Regions from separate parts of the Hordeum vulgare genome. Here region 1 is linked to region 2. A link is a contact called in public Hi-C data. All regions are on one chromosome and are shown on one strand. The core of a region is the stretch at or near the end of the contact, and the rest is flanking DNA. Distances in the headings are between cores, read along the strand shown.

Region 1 (4,609 bases), core at 19-2,518, 350 kb after region 2:
CATAAGTTGCTATACCCCAACTTAAAACTTATAAGTCACTTACTTTTTGATGGGTCCCACCACTTTTTCAGCCGAACCTGTTCCCTCACGCATCCCACCCGTGCCCACCGCCCCATCCCACCCGTGACTGGCGGCTCGCCCCATCCGCTCCCCACCGCGCAGCGCGCCTCGCCGCCGCTCCCACCGCGCAGCGCGCCTCGCCGCCGCTGAGCTCCATTCCTCCCCACCGCGCAGCGCGCCTTGCCGCCGCCGAGCTCCATCCCCACCCACCGCGCAGCACGCCTCGCCCATCCCTCCCCACCGCGCACCGCTGCTGCCCTCGTCGCCGCTGAGCTCCATCGCGAGCTCGCTCGGCTCGCCCAGGCCAGAAGCGCGAGCTCCGCCTCGCCCAACGCCCGGATCGGCTCGCCTCCGCCCGGATCAGCTCGCCTCCTCCGCTCGCCGCCCGGTCTCCACCATGGCTGGTCGGAGCTTCGCCGCCCTTTTCCAAGATTCCCAAGGCGCCGACGAGGAAGAGGACTTCTTTGGTGACGGCTCCCAGGTCGGCAACTACTCCCCACCGATTTGTGCGGCTGCTGCTCTGTTTCGTGCTCCGGCGGCTGGAGGGTGAGAAGATGTGGTCAGGTGACTTATAAGTCAGGTGACAACCAAACAGGCGTGACTTATAAGTCACTGGTTTTAAGTCACCTGACTTATTGGAACCAAACAGGGTCTAACACACACCCACACTCTTCCATCCAAGAAAAATGCAAGAAAGAGGGGAGAGGGGAGCTGTGCTATATATAGGCAGAGTACTTTAGTCCCGATTTGAGACACAAGTCGGGACTAAAGGTGACGCACATGCGGGCTGCACACCGCGTAACCCTTTAGTCCCGGTTTGAGACACAAACCGGGACTAAAGGCTCCTTACGGGCCGGGACCAAAGCCTCGTGAGCGCCATTGCGATTTGGGACGACGTGGCCGAGCCTTTAGTCCCGGTCCAGAGGGAGGTCCGGACTAAAGGATCCAGGCCAAAGATCCGTTTTCCACTAGTGTTACTTTCCGGGTGTAGGCAATGCTTATAAGAATTATCCGTTGGAATTGGCAGATAACGACCCTCCACGTCATGCGTCAACTACTCCATACACCGCTCCGCTCGACTGACGGACATGGACGTGTTTTGCAATCAATCTCGGGTGCGCTTTTACCCATCGCGGTCGTCGGGGGAAGGGACGCAACGCACGTAGCTACGTGGTGCACCGGCGTACACACACGGGATGGAGCGAAAGCGTATGGGCGAGCGAGACGTCGCCCTTGTTCAGTGAACCCGGCCGCCGCGTGCACTTTTCAGGCAGTCTTTGACGTGCCCGTTTCCTGTTTCTACTAATGAGTGATGACTAGTAACCAACCAATGCAGCTCCAGGTGCATTGCAGGCCGGGTGCAGATTTCAGTCCTTGTCAGTGCCTGCCGCGTACGAGACGGCTCGATCGGAACACTTGGTGCTGGCATTTTCGACGGAAAAGCTTGTAATTGATCACCATGGAGTTGTGCATCCGTGCGTGACCGCGTATGTGGTTGTCGAGCCATGCTTTGGAGCCGTGCGTACGTAGCCATTCACGACTAGGGAATTTCTCTAAGCCTATCGCGTGCAACAAGAAAATTCCTTGCGCGTGCAGTGGAAGTGCGCTTCTGTACCATCTCTTTTGAAAAGGCAGAAACCAAGGGAAAGTGCTCTTCTACACCCGAGCTCAAATAATTTCGGATGGACAGCGAATTTGTAAAATATTAAAAAAACTGCATTTTTTTCAGTAAACTTTGACAAAATGTCTAAGAGCTCGTAAAATTTCAATACGAAATTACATTTCTGGAAGTCGTGACAAAAAAACAAAATGGATGTTTCAAAATGCTTCCGAAAGTAGCATTTTAGAATTTCAATTTTGTTTTTCTACCACGACTTCCACAAATGTGATTTCATCATAAAAATTTACGGGCACTTACAAAAATTGTCAAAGTTTGCCCAGAAAAAAAATAAATTTTTTTAAACATTGTACATTTTTTCAAAATTACTGTTCAATCGAGTTCATTTGAGCTCGGTGCAAAAATATCATGTCCGAAACCAAGAAAATACACTAGTGATCAGTACTAGTGGACCTTGTCAAGGTCCTACTGCGCAAGGATGTTAGGGCATCTCTAACGATAACCCGTAATTTTTCTCCCACATCTATTCACGGACAGGAGAAGATCAGTTTGCAGACAGGAATACAGAATAATGACATCCAACATTAGCCGCATACATTTCAGCCCGCTTTTTAACAAATCAAACGAAATTCATGCAGACAAAACAATATTCATCAAAGTTCAAATAAGAAATAGCACAAATCATTCATATATATCATGCAAATTAAGTCTAATACAACAAGGTCTCAAGTTAAGCAGATACCCAACAAGTTGTTATTAAAAGATCATGTCTCTTCCACGGGTTCTTGCGAGGAACGTTAGACATATCTCGCCTAAATTATGGGACCATTTATCCGGGTGCAAGGGGATGTGGACATTAGGCAGTTCCGCCCAATCCTTATCAATGTGATCTTTTGGATTTTGGCCAAAGGGTACACCACTAGGGCAGCCCTGATTGCCCCCGAATACATCACCCTAACCAGACGACGTTCACCAAGGGGCGATTCATTCTTGACGGAACTCTCAACCTTCACGAGATGCTTCATGTAGTTAGGAGGAAACACCTTCGAGCGGTGTTCTTCAAAATTGACCTCCACAAGGCGTATGATACGGTCCACTCGTCATTCCTTTAGGAAGTTTTATCGAAGTGAGGCTTCGACCCCCATTGGATAGCGCGGGTCATGCAACTCGTGTCAAGTGGCCGCACCGCAATCGACATTAATGGGGAGGTGTGCCCTTTCTTTCCTATGACGCAAGGGGTACGAACCGGAGACTCGCTATCCCCTTTCCTCTTTAACCTAGTAGTGGACGCCCTAGCGGCGATCTTGGACCTCGCCTAGAGGGCTGGGAATATTAGGGGCATCTGCCCTCACCTCGTCCCCCGGGGCGGGTTAACCCATCTGCAATATGAAGACGGCACGATATTGATGGTAGAGGGCTCGGATGAGGACATCTCTCACCTGAAGTTCCTCCGTCTATGCTTCCAAGAGATGTCGGGGCTAAAGATTAACTTCGCAAAGAGGGAAGTGATGGTGTTGGGTTACTCCGCCGAGGACTCCCAACGTATAGCTAACCGTCTTAATTGTCAACTCGGGTCCTTCGTCACGACTTACCTCGGCATGCTGATTAGTGACTCCCTGCTTTAGGAGAAGCACCTCCGCCTTCAATGACCAAGGTACAACATAGGGTCAAACCTTGGCAAGGATGGTGGCTATCGAAGGCGACTAGGGTTGTGCTTATCAACTCTTCCATGACTAGCCTTTTGATGTATCGGATGGAATTCTATAGCCTGCATGAATCCCTTCATCAGGAGATAAGCAAAAATAACACATGGTTTATTTCAGTGTTTGTAATCGTTGCTAGGTGGTTTACGGATCTAGATGTAATTTTTATTTATGATGTTTTTTATACTATTTTAACATATCATGAATAGATTGAAAATTTTCCCCAAAAAAGAGGTATGTAGATTCAGAGACTCTTGGTCCACACAACATAACATTCACCTCTTTGCATTTTTTGTTTTTGTTGAACTGTACTTCCTTTGACCAACGAGCTCTTTTACGGTGCCCTAAATGATTACGTGCCCTTCATTTTTGTTATTAATCCAATGAATGATGTTAATTGATACCCAACAAGTGTATGAGAGAGTACCAACTAAAACAATGACGCTGCTTTGCGAAAAAGAGGAGGCGACAATGGCGCCGCCCTCAACAACACGGTGCAGGGAGATAGGAAGCCGTGCACAATAAACGACACCGACGGCGGCGTGCGTAAGAGCACCTTTGCAGATACGAGCAATTCTAACAGATCCCGCATCAGTACGGCCCTCAAAACGTGTTTGCTCACGTAAAAACGTCTTTGCGGACCGGCGGGCACGGCCGCAGATGCAGGCCCTGCATAACGCACTCGTAAAAAAACATATTCATGAAATATGCTTTTTCAGACCCCGAATGGGCTAAAATGTTCCTCCCACCAAGCGCTTCCGCTTATATGCAGGGCACCGCGACGGCAAGGGGGAAACCCGTGAATACGCGGGTTGGGGCCGAGATTTTGCCGCGCCCCGCAAAAATATTTACGGGCCGGGGCTGGATGCGAGGTCTGATCAGGAAGGTTTTTCCGTCCCGACCGGCATTTTGGCGGTTATTTTTCGGGTCGGGGCGGGATGGGGGTCTGCTAGAGTTACGCTAAAGGTCTGATCCTTAAAAATACATATAAAGGGCATTATAAACCGTTTTTATTATACGAAATTGCCTTGGACAGAGCAGACCCCTTAAATAAAATTGTATCCCATTGTAGCTTATTTTTTTCTTTTTTCCTTCAGTCCCGGCGAGCCTTCTCCGGCCACGGCGTGCCTCGCCCTCACACCCCGGCTCGCCCCCGCCTCGTCCTAGCGTTGTCCGTTGTGGGCCACGCATGCAGTGGAGGAGTCATGCGCCACCCCTCCCGACCGCA
Region 2 (4,194 bases), core at 573-3,072:
ACATTGAATAAACATTTTTTGTGTGCACATTAAACATTCTTTCATGTAAATGATTACAAATCTTTTCAAACATAAATATTTATGTCAGCTTTTTTATACACATCCTATATTTTATGGATATACCAGCAACATTTTTTTGATACATGCTTAACCTTTTTAAAGTACATGATTAACATTTTTGGAATACTTGCATTTTTATATCTATGTTTTTCCATACACATTGTACATTTTTTTTCCAAATACATGGTTAACATTTTTTAAACATATATATTTATTATGACTGCTTTTTTCATACACATTGTACATTTGTTATACGCACGTTTAATACTTTTCTAATACACTATTTACATATTTTAGTACATATATCTTATGACGTCTACTTTTTTCATGCACATTTTATATTTTTTGTGTACACCAGGAATATATTATATATACACATTTCAAATAATTCAAGTACACGATCAACATTGTTTCGTACATACGTTTTCATATCTTCTTTTTTTGTACACATTGTACAATTTTCATATAAATCAGAAGAATGTTTGTATAACGTTTAAAATTATTGAAATGTGCGGTTAACATTCTTCATATTTATATGCAAAGCTATTTTTATAATACATATACTTAGGATATTTGTAATATAAGCAAAGGTAACGAAATAATTTTATCTTACCTACTAATACTAATACTAATACTAATACTAATACTAATACTAATACTAATACTAATACTAATAAAGCAAATAGTGCTTCTTCCGTACGTCATCCAAATTGTCCTTAAAGTTGACTAAAATTATCCATCAATGCCACCTATAAGTCATAAAAAACATTTCAAACAGGAAAATCTTCGGACTGGGCCGGCCCATGTAGGCACCTCCTATATTACGCTCTAGGCGTTGGAAAAAGATGCAGCACACCTGTTTGGGCCGGCCCATGCGTGGGCCTGTTTTTTTAGTTTAGTTCTTTTATTTTTCTTTTCAGTTCCATTTTGTTTTTCTACTTTAAATAATTTAAAACTTCAAACAACTTTTCTCAATTTTAAGAAACTGAGAATTTCGAAATAAAATATTCAAAAAATCATATTCTTTTTGAGAATTCAAAAACTACTCATGAGTTTTGAAAAATGTTTGCATATAAAAAAATGTTTAAACTTTGAAAAAATGTCCATAAATAAAAAAGTCAACGATTTTAAACAAAAGTCCGTGTGAAAATCTTAAAAACAGTTCGTGCCTCTGTTTTTAGTCTCATTTTTTATTTTCATTTTTCTGTTCCATTTTTTGTTTAAATAATTTAGAACTTTGAAAAACTTTTGCAATTTATAAAACTGGGAATTTTGAAATAAAAGTTTGAAGAAAATATAAAATGTTTGTGAATTCAAAAAGTGCTCAGAATTTTTGTAAAAATATTCACATATTCAAAAAAAAGTTCATAATTTTGAGAACAATTTTGGTGAAAACAATAAAAGTCCATGATTTTGAAAAAAAGTTTGTGTGTTATTTTTTGAGTGCAATTGAAAAAAATATTTGCTAATTCAAAAAATGTTCATGCATTTCAAGAAATGTCCTAAAATTTTAAAGACATAATATGATCAGCATCATTGGAGATTATAATTGTTTTTCTCCCGTTACAACGCACGGGTCCTTTTGCTATAACAGATAATGAAAGCAAATGTGTGAACGAAAGAGTATAAAAAAGAGCGATGAAAGTCTTTGGTCCACGCCTGGACCGACCCATTCCACGACTTCTTGAGGCGAAACGTGCTGCTAGTTCGTGTCAAATTAGACATAGTCGCACCCTTGTGCGAAGCCCTGACTATGTGCCAAATTGATCGGCACGTAGGATTTCCTCCTCAGTCGGTACGTAAGTCCCACTAATTACATGGTCCATGACACAGTGGGATGCATCCCAAATAGTTAGAAGAATCAGCCCATAGAGTAGGGACTGAACAATTCGCTCATCCATTGTGCTGTCTCGCACATATCCTGCGAGCATGCATCCAAATTTGCAGTGGTCAGTACTGATCTATATCTATACTACTATTAAACAATTAACAAGAATTACACTACACACACCTCATAAAACGTCCCATAAAAACAATCAATCAATCAGCACCCCACCCCACGATTATTCTCACAGATCTTAATCTAACAGCCCTCATTAATTCACCGTATGCTGGGTGGACTTAGCAATTACAATTGGCTGAACATACTCCATCGCATAGGACTGGTCTTTCTCGGGACGAAACCAAACTTCCCCTCAAAAAAGAAAAAAAGGAGAAAATCAGACTCCACCGCATAGGACCAGTCTTCCGTGATTGCCGTCGCACCATTGGCGCCGCGAGTAGCCTGCAGTCCGTCCCCCGGAGCTAGGAGCCCTCGCCATTGCCCATTGTTGCCGCTACCACCGTGGCATCCGTCTGCGAGATCCCCCGATGCCAGGAGCCCGCCCCGCCGCCGTCCCAAGAGCCCCTCGCCGCCGCACCGCCCGCCGCCTCTGACGCCCGTGCCCACCGACGGGGGCGGGCGAGCGGGGGAGATACCGCTAATCCAGTGGTGTCGGCTCCGGCGCGTTCGGGCATGTCTACCTTGGTTTCCTCGGCTCCAGCAGGTTTCCCCAAATGGTGCTGCGGAGGGGGCGTCGGCGGGCATGTCTACCATGGTAGCAGGTCAGCTGTCCCCATGGCGGCACCAAGCACCGACGGGCAGATCCGTGCGGCGGAGGGGGCGCTTGCGGCAAAGGCAGATGATGGACCGCGGCGGAGGGTTCGGAGCAATCCATCGGTTAGTTGACCAATAAACTCCCGGCTGGACAAGAAGGTAGTCACTTTGCCATGCGTGATTTGCGATACTTAGTATATTTGATAGAAATTGTGGAACAGTAGGTGGAGGTGGGCAAGCACAAAACGCATTTCCTTCATGTGCTTGCTACATGATAATTCAGTTAACAAAAATCTGCAAAATAGAGAATTCCGAGTGCAAATGATTTCCTGATGTCTAAGGCTAAAATGGTTGATGTGTAGAATCTTGCATTTGTAATTTAAGTGTGGGTAGACATAAAAAATATACTGCGGGAAGCTGCTGGCACGTGAGAGGATTTAGTTATTCTGCGGATCTATAAAAATTGCCAGTCCTGGCAGCAGCAGGCTTTGTGTGCTGAGTTAGGATTGACAGATGAGGAGATCGACAGATGAGGAGATCAATAGGTCAACCTGGACACCGGAGTGATGCTCACAGTAAAGTAGTTCTTTGATCTACTCTCTTCGGTTTGAGAAGAGGTACCTTGGGACTGTGCGGGAGGAAGACACACTGAATATCCTACTGGAGTTTGTTCCTGGTGGGTCTATCCAATCACTTCTTGGAGAACTCGGTTCATTCCTGGAGGCAGTAAGTAACCATCAATCCGTGTTGTTTACTGTAATTTGACTCACAGAAGAGAAATTGATCCGTTCCATGTTTTGATTAGGTGATTAGGAAGTATATCAGTCATATTTTGCAAAGGTTGGAATATCTGCATAGCAATGCAATGATACATAGACATTAAGGTAAAAACTCTGAAGCCTGAACATATACTAGAATCTTTGTACCACTGATTGTTTAATTGTGCTAATCATCTTCATGATCATGGGATTGTTTTTAATTCGGCGTGCAAACATTCTTGTTGATAGCAAAGGCTGCATTAAGCTTGCCGATTTTGGGGCATCTAAGCAAGTTGCCAAGTTGGTAAGAGATGTTCAATATGCTGTTAAGGTCGACTGTCATCTAGAGGATTTGCATGACCAGTTTCTTTCTACCAAACTTGGAAGAAATAAAGCCTTCATGTGTTTTTCAAGTGATTAAAACAATAATTTATAATCTAGGGGACTAGGGGATGGGGCTGCTCGAGCTCATCTCCAAGAGCCCCTCACCGACGCGCCGCCTGTTGCCGGAGATGCCCGTGCCTGTCAATGGGAGTGGACGTGCAGGAGAGATCCCGCCAATCCGATGGCGCAAGGGCGAGATGATCGGCTCCGGTACGTTGTCTACCTCGGGATAAATTTGGACACCGGCGAGCTCCTCGCAGTAAAGTAGATGCTGGGATTTTGCGATTTGGTTTTCTGATTTGTACTGTCTGGAGACTTTCATTCATTACACCATGTCTCTCCTTTGTTTGATTTTGGTTCTAGCTAGGGAGAAACAATAATAGGACTTTGTTCAAC

The links. A called contact is a pair of places that touch in the nucleus more often than the background predicts.
Region 1: a contact with region 2 is called in a Hi-C map of seedling, with 3 times the contacts expected there. The contact joins two enhancer-like sites. A contact is called at or near these places in 2 of 6 Hi-C or Micro-C datasets (leaf and seedling).

What each region holds. Positions count from the first base shown.
Region 1 is chr7H:527,793,308-527,797,916 of MorexV3_pseudomolecules_assembly, forward strand. No RefSeq gene overlaps it. Among protein-coding and RNA genes, the nearest start is that of LOC123407021, 110 kb to the right of the region's middle. Within about 2 kb of position 1,269, at least 3 of the 3 cell types and tissues checked have open chromatin away from gene starts, as enhancers often do. A contact at or near this core is called in seedling, where this site is marked.
Region 2 is chr7H:527,442,774-527,446,967 of MorexV3_pseudomolecules_assembly, forward strand. No RefSeq gene overlaps it. Among protein-coding and RNA genes, the nearest start is that of LOC123410954, 340 kb to the left of the region's middle. Within about 2 kb of position 1,823, at least 2 of the 3 cell types and tissues checked have open chromatin away from gene starts, as enhancers often do. A contact at or near this core is called in seedling, where this site is marked.